Linked DNA regions of Oryctolagus cuniculus: region 1 is linked to region 2. Evidence: chromatin contacts called from public Micro-C data. All regions are on one chromosome and are shown on one strand. The core of a region is the stretch at or near the end of the contact, and the rest is flanking DNA. Distances in the headings are between cores, read along the strand shown. Region 1 holds the start of WNT5A (Wnt family member 5A). Region 2 overlaps ERC2 (ELKS/RAB6-interacting/CAST family member 2).

Evidence for each region. A called contact is a pair of places that touch in the nucleus more often than the background predicts.
Region 1: a Micro-C map of ear pinna shows a contact between it and region 2, with 11 times the contacts expected there. The contact joins the promoter of WNT5A here to the enhancer-like site in region 2. A contact is called at or near these places in 2 of 6 Hi-C or Micro-C datasets (ear pinna and an unstated tissue).

The regions. Positions count from the first base shown.
Region 1 is chr10:94,432,189-94,434,888 of mOryCun1.1, reverse strand. WNT5A (Wnt family member 5A) reads right to left here and starts at 1,417. Exons shown (of 4, transcript NM_001082665.1): 1 at 1,282-1,417; 2 at 1-139. The coding sequence starts at 1,417.
Region 2 is chr10:93,852,183-93,854,933 of mOryCun1.1, reverse strand. The region is part of intron 9 of ERC2 (ELKS/RAB6-interacting/CAST family member 2); the gene reads right to left. Among named protein-coding and RNA genes, the nearest start is that of ERC2, 460 kb to the right of the region's middle. Within about 2 kb of position 1,408, at least 2 of the 8 cell types and tissues checked have an H3K27ac peak or open chromatin away from gene starts, as enhancers often do.

The DNA.
Region 1 (2,700 bases), core at 168-2,667, 580 kb before region 2:
GATGTACTGCATGTGGTCCTGATACAAGTGGCACAGTTTCTTCTGTCCTTGAGAAAGTCCCGCCAGTTGGCTGCAGAGAGGCTGCGCTCCTATGATGTATACTTCTGACATCTGAACAGGGTTATTCATACCTAGGGACCTGCACAGGGTGGGGAGGAGGAGGGGGGGTTGGGAGATGTGCGTTCAAGATTGTCGGGAACTCCCGAGCTGGGGCCCCGAAGCATGTCAGCAATACTTGGCTTTGAGCACACAGATGCTTTTTCTGCTTGTCCTCATGACAAAGTATGGCAAGGCCTGCATAAACCTCTTCTGTTTAAACGGCACTCAGAAAACGGAGGTATTGTGTATCCCCATCCCGCCAGCTGGCTCCTCGGTGAGCGCCCTCACTCCCCGCCTTGCCCCTCTCGCCTTCTACCTGAACAGATATTTCCGAAACCCACCCCAGGGGAAAGAGGGAAATGGCGGTTTCTGGGGGAACCGGCCTGTGGCATTTGAGAGAGTGACTCACTTTGGCCCACAAACCGGACCCATCTGCCTTGCGAGCACACGAATACCGAAAGCAGAGCCAATTAGACGCGGGGAGGAGAAAGCAGTTCCTCCCAGCTGAGAGAAGAACGGAGGGACAAGCATACACACACTGAAGAAGAAAATCCTCCACGCTGTGGACATGCTCAAAGGGCTCCTTATGCGGCTGTCAAGGACCCAAGACAGGGCACTGACAAGGAACAAACAGCCAGGGCTCTGACTGCAGGAACCCTCGGGGAGTACTGCGCCACGGCCATGGCCATGAGGCCCCCACGGAGGGCCACTGGGCTTCCTCAAGTCCACCTCCTCTGGCTCAAACACTTCTCTGCCTGGACTCTGCTATCTGCCCACAACGCTGCCTGCTTCCAACTCTGCAGGTGAATAACCTCAAGCGACAAAAAAATAAAAGTGGAAATTCACTTTTATTACCCAGAAATTTTATAGATAAGCTTACAATGACTGGAGAAGTCAATTTCTGTTCCCTTTCATTGCATGATGCACTACAACCATACAGCTGAACAGGGGCCCCACAGAAAACAGCCTAGATTTATAGGTTCTGATTCCCTATGGAGCTGAAGATAAGCTGTACAATATTAGCAAGTGAAAAGAAAACTGATTTTAAAAGTATATACAAGTAAATGATATCACATGCATACATATTAGATAAATGCACCCACACTTATCATCCAGCTTTAAATGCAGCCTCACACAAACCAATTAAAAAAAAAAACCAGTATGCACATAGAATGAACTTACCACCAAGAATTGGCTTCTATTACAACCTGGGCGAAGGAAAAAAATACGGCCAAAGCCATTACGAAGAACTTGGAAGACATTGCACTTCCAGCAGTCCCCAAAGCAACGCCTGGGCTTAATATTCCAATGGACTTCTGGAGAGGGAAGAAAGGATCGTATGTTTATTGCCTCTCAGATAATTCTCAAGCATACAAGTTTAAACAACGGAAGCATCTGGGGTCTCTTAAGTTTACTGTTGATTGACTGCGCTTCTCCTCCGTGAGTTGTTTGATGGCAGAGATATAGGCAGTTTCTTTTTCCAAATTAATCCACCCACGCAACCTCACCAGGAAATCTGATTTCGCTGGGATCCTGCGCGCCGGGCACGCCAGCGATTACAAACATGTCTCAATGCTGTGCAAAGCCCCCGGTGCCAGGCGCTGCCTCCTTCCTGCTTCCTCCAGTCCCGCACCCCCTCGCTCCCCGCTACTTCCAGCTGCGCTGGGTCCCGCCGCCACCCTAGTCCTCTCCCCGACCTGGGCTGAGCGACAAGTGGAGCCAGACTTAATTCCAGGGGCCAGAGGAGCGCGAAGGCGAGTGGAGCGCGCTGGCGGCGGCGGCAGCGGCTGCGGAGGAGGCGGGGTGGCCGGCGCGGGGGTGGGGGGTGGGGGCAGGACGCGGGAGGGAAGGGCAGGGGGTGGGGGGCGAGGCCCCGGGGACCAGTGCGCGCGAGAGTGCCCAGCTGGGAAATGCAGCTCCGAATTAACATCGTATGTTTCATAATCAGTTTACGGGATGAGCTGGAGAAAGCCACTTCCAGATGCGGAGAGCAGCGCGGCTTTCCATGAGGACGTTCTCAAGCCAGACTTGGGCTGGGAGAAGATGGGGGGCCTAGGGCCTAAGAGCCAGAGAGATCCTAACCGAAGAAACCGGAAAAGGGGGCCCCCTCCCACCGGTGGCCTCCCTACCCCGCCCCCAGCCTGAGAGAAGGGAAGCAAGTCCAGTAGGAAGAGGGGGCTCTGGTGCCCGTTGTCCTGGGACAGGATCCCCTCCTCGCCGGCCCCACAAACTGGCGTGTCACCCCCTCTCCTGGCAGCTGCCGCCGAGGGAGGGGACAGGGAGCTCGAGGGGCGTGGAGTTTCCCTTGGTCCTGGTCTGGGGTCGCCAGCCACTTCGCCATCATGCACGCACGGACAGCCTAGCCTTGGACCGCTGCCACCCCGCCTCCAGCTGGATCAGTTCCGAAAGAAAGGTGGGAGGTGCAGGACGAGGCCAGAGCCACTGCAGAGGAGTCCCCCGCGGGGCCAGAGAGGCGCTGGCTCCGGGTGCAGTTAGGCCCCTGGTTTCCAGGGCGCGGGCGGCCGGGCAGTGAAGGCGCCTTTCCCGAAAAGTTTCAGGGACAGGAGCCGGTCGGCCCTGGGGGCTCTCACGTCCGTTCCT
Region 2 (2,751 bases), core at 159-2,658:
AAGAAAACTTGTGGTTAATTAATTGCATAACTACTTTAAAAATGTTTAGATTAATTTCAGTATCTGATTCATTTTAGGTCTGCCATTAGTTGTCCTTTCTCATTCATGAGAGAGATTTGATAATGAGTGATTTTTCTTGGTACGAGAAAAGATTTTCCATGGTATGCTAGAAATTTCGAATCTATATTAAGAGGTGCTTTCCCCCCTGTTGATACCTTCTATGTAAACTGGCAGTCACCAAATTGAGTTTAGCATGTGGGTTCTCTCTGACCTCCCTGAGATGCTGACATCACTGCTGGATGCAGGGAGGGTCTCTGCTACCACAGGCTTGGCGGCCCACCCTGGCTCTGCTGGTAAAGCTGCTGTGGACAGCGTGGGCCCACCCCTTGTGGCAGGTTGAGGCAGGAGATGCGCTGGCTTGCTAGGCCTTTGCCAGCAATATTTTTTAGACAGACTGGGCCATGGCTAAATCTCAGTAGGGTGTCCTCCACTTCTGACTCCTTGGGCCAAAGAGGCATTCCCTTCTCTCTCTCCCTTTTTTCCTTCCTTCTTTCCTTCCCTCACCCATTCCTGTTGGTAGTTGAGAGAGTAACAGGGCCCTCCAGTGCCCTGTCCTCCTCTATGGGGGCTAGATGGAAAGCCAGAGAACTTGCTGTGGTGGTGTCAGAAAGTCCCAAGGCCTCAGGAAATCTTCCTTCTTCTTTCCTACTACTCAGCATCCTTTTGTGATGGTGTGTGCAATTACTTCCAGGTATTTAATTGCACTTACAGGCAAGCAGCAAGTAAAACTGAGTTTATGTCATTTCATTCCAGAACTGGAGCCACTAAAAGCTTTTATCAAACGCATTGGTTCATTTATTCTTAAATAGTTCATTAAGGATGTAAAATGAAAACAAGTGAAGTAACTCGTTCAAGTGATCCAGAAAATCAGGGGCAAAGCAAGGTAGTACCCTCAGACTGCCTCCAGAAGCCCCAGTTCTTGCTTTAGCCTCTCCGTGGCTACCCCAGAACAGTTCAGAGAGGAATTCTCGTGCCCTTCCTGCATTAACACACATAAGGATCCATTCCTACCAGAGGGTGGAGGGAAAGGAACCAAGTAGTTTGCAGAATCTGATCTTCCATTTGTGAGTCCCTCTCCTATGGCATGAAGCTCCAAGGGAAAGTCAAACTGAAGCAAATGCATAGCGTTGGTTAACAGGGTGCTGGCCAAAAACATCAAACACAAAGTGATTAAGAGGATCCACGTGATTCTGCTAGGAACCGCATTTTCGGGCCTGAGGCAGGCACGTAGTAGGCCTTCAGAAAATACCTGTTCCTTGACGGAAACCTGCCACCGTGAACACTAAGAGGGGACTCGGCTCAGACCACCTCCTGCCAGACAGGGCACCGAAGAACAAGCAACCCCACCATGACACCCTGTGGAATATCCAAGATACTGCAGTATACCAGCGCTTCCACAGCCCACATTCAATGAGGTAGGGGCACAGCAGGAAAAACAGCAAAGTGTAAAGGTCTAGAATGCTCCTTTCTCACCCTTTCTCAGCCCTACCCCAATTGAGAAGGTACTGTACAATGTAAGTGCCTGCTTCCCATGCCGGGTGCTTATCCGAATTCCAGAGCATTTATATGATTTCCTTTCTCTTTAAAGCTAATTTTAAAATGTGATCCAAAGCCTTAACCAAGACAACATGTTCTCAAATAGTATGGAATTTTCTGTAATTTTTCCTTTAGTCACAAAATGAATAGGCAGCAAATTTAAAACATCCCCCAAATTGTTCTAAAACAGAACACCATGAGAAAGTCCAGTGATAACATAACAGGCAAAGTCCCAGGGAGCCTCTAGAACTATCTGTGATGTGAAAATATTAGTAAATGAGCGCCACAGACCAGATCTTCATTGTTTGCTAACCACGGCTAACCTCACCAAGAGAACAGCAAGGTGGTTAAGAGATCTAGAGCATCTGCAAAGAAAAAAACTCCTAATACCACATAAAATCGTTTCTACTGGAAGGCAGGATAATCAGAATTTACTTTTGTTTTCCATTAAAAAGAATAACCTGAAATGACATCAAGTTTATTATGCAAAAATCCCATTTTTTTTTTCATGGATACCTCCCCCCACACTGAAAGAAAAAGCAGGGTATACACAAGAGGATTATTGTATGAAGCAAAAGTACATTTGCACACATACTGAACAGGAAATGATTAAGTTTTTTATGACACTAATTTTATCTGCAAGTTATAGCTATATATGTTATATAACTTTGGGATCAAGTTTCATCCATCCATACATCTTTCCTTCTTGCGGACTTCTTTATTTATTCAAATAGTATCTGACATCAGGAAAATTGGTCTGCTTATTGGAAGACTTACGACATTCAGAAGAAAAAGAGGAATTAAAAAGGAAATTATGGGACAAATAGAGAAATATAGACTCTTTAGAAAATTCTAAAGGGTAATTCTGAAAGATACAACTGACCTGAAGATTTCTGCTGATGTATTTTCTTTTAATAATTATAGATTTATAATTATAATTACCCACTTTCCACTGTACTCCAAATGTGAGACTTAGTTGACAAGCTACTACCTGCCTTTCATGCTTGCTTTATTGCTATTTAATTCCTAGACTACATTTCAATTGCAATTAACTTTAAAATTGAAGTGCATCCTATAATTTTTGGCTATTTAAATAATGAATATGTTAGTAATTAAAAATTGTCATTAAGATCACTAAAGAAAAAAAATCATTAT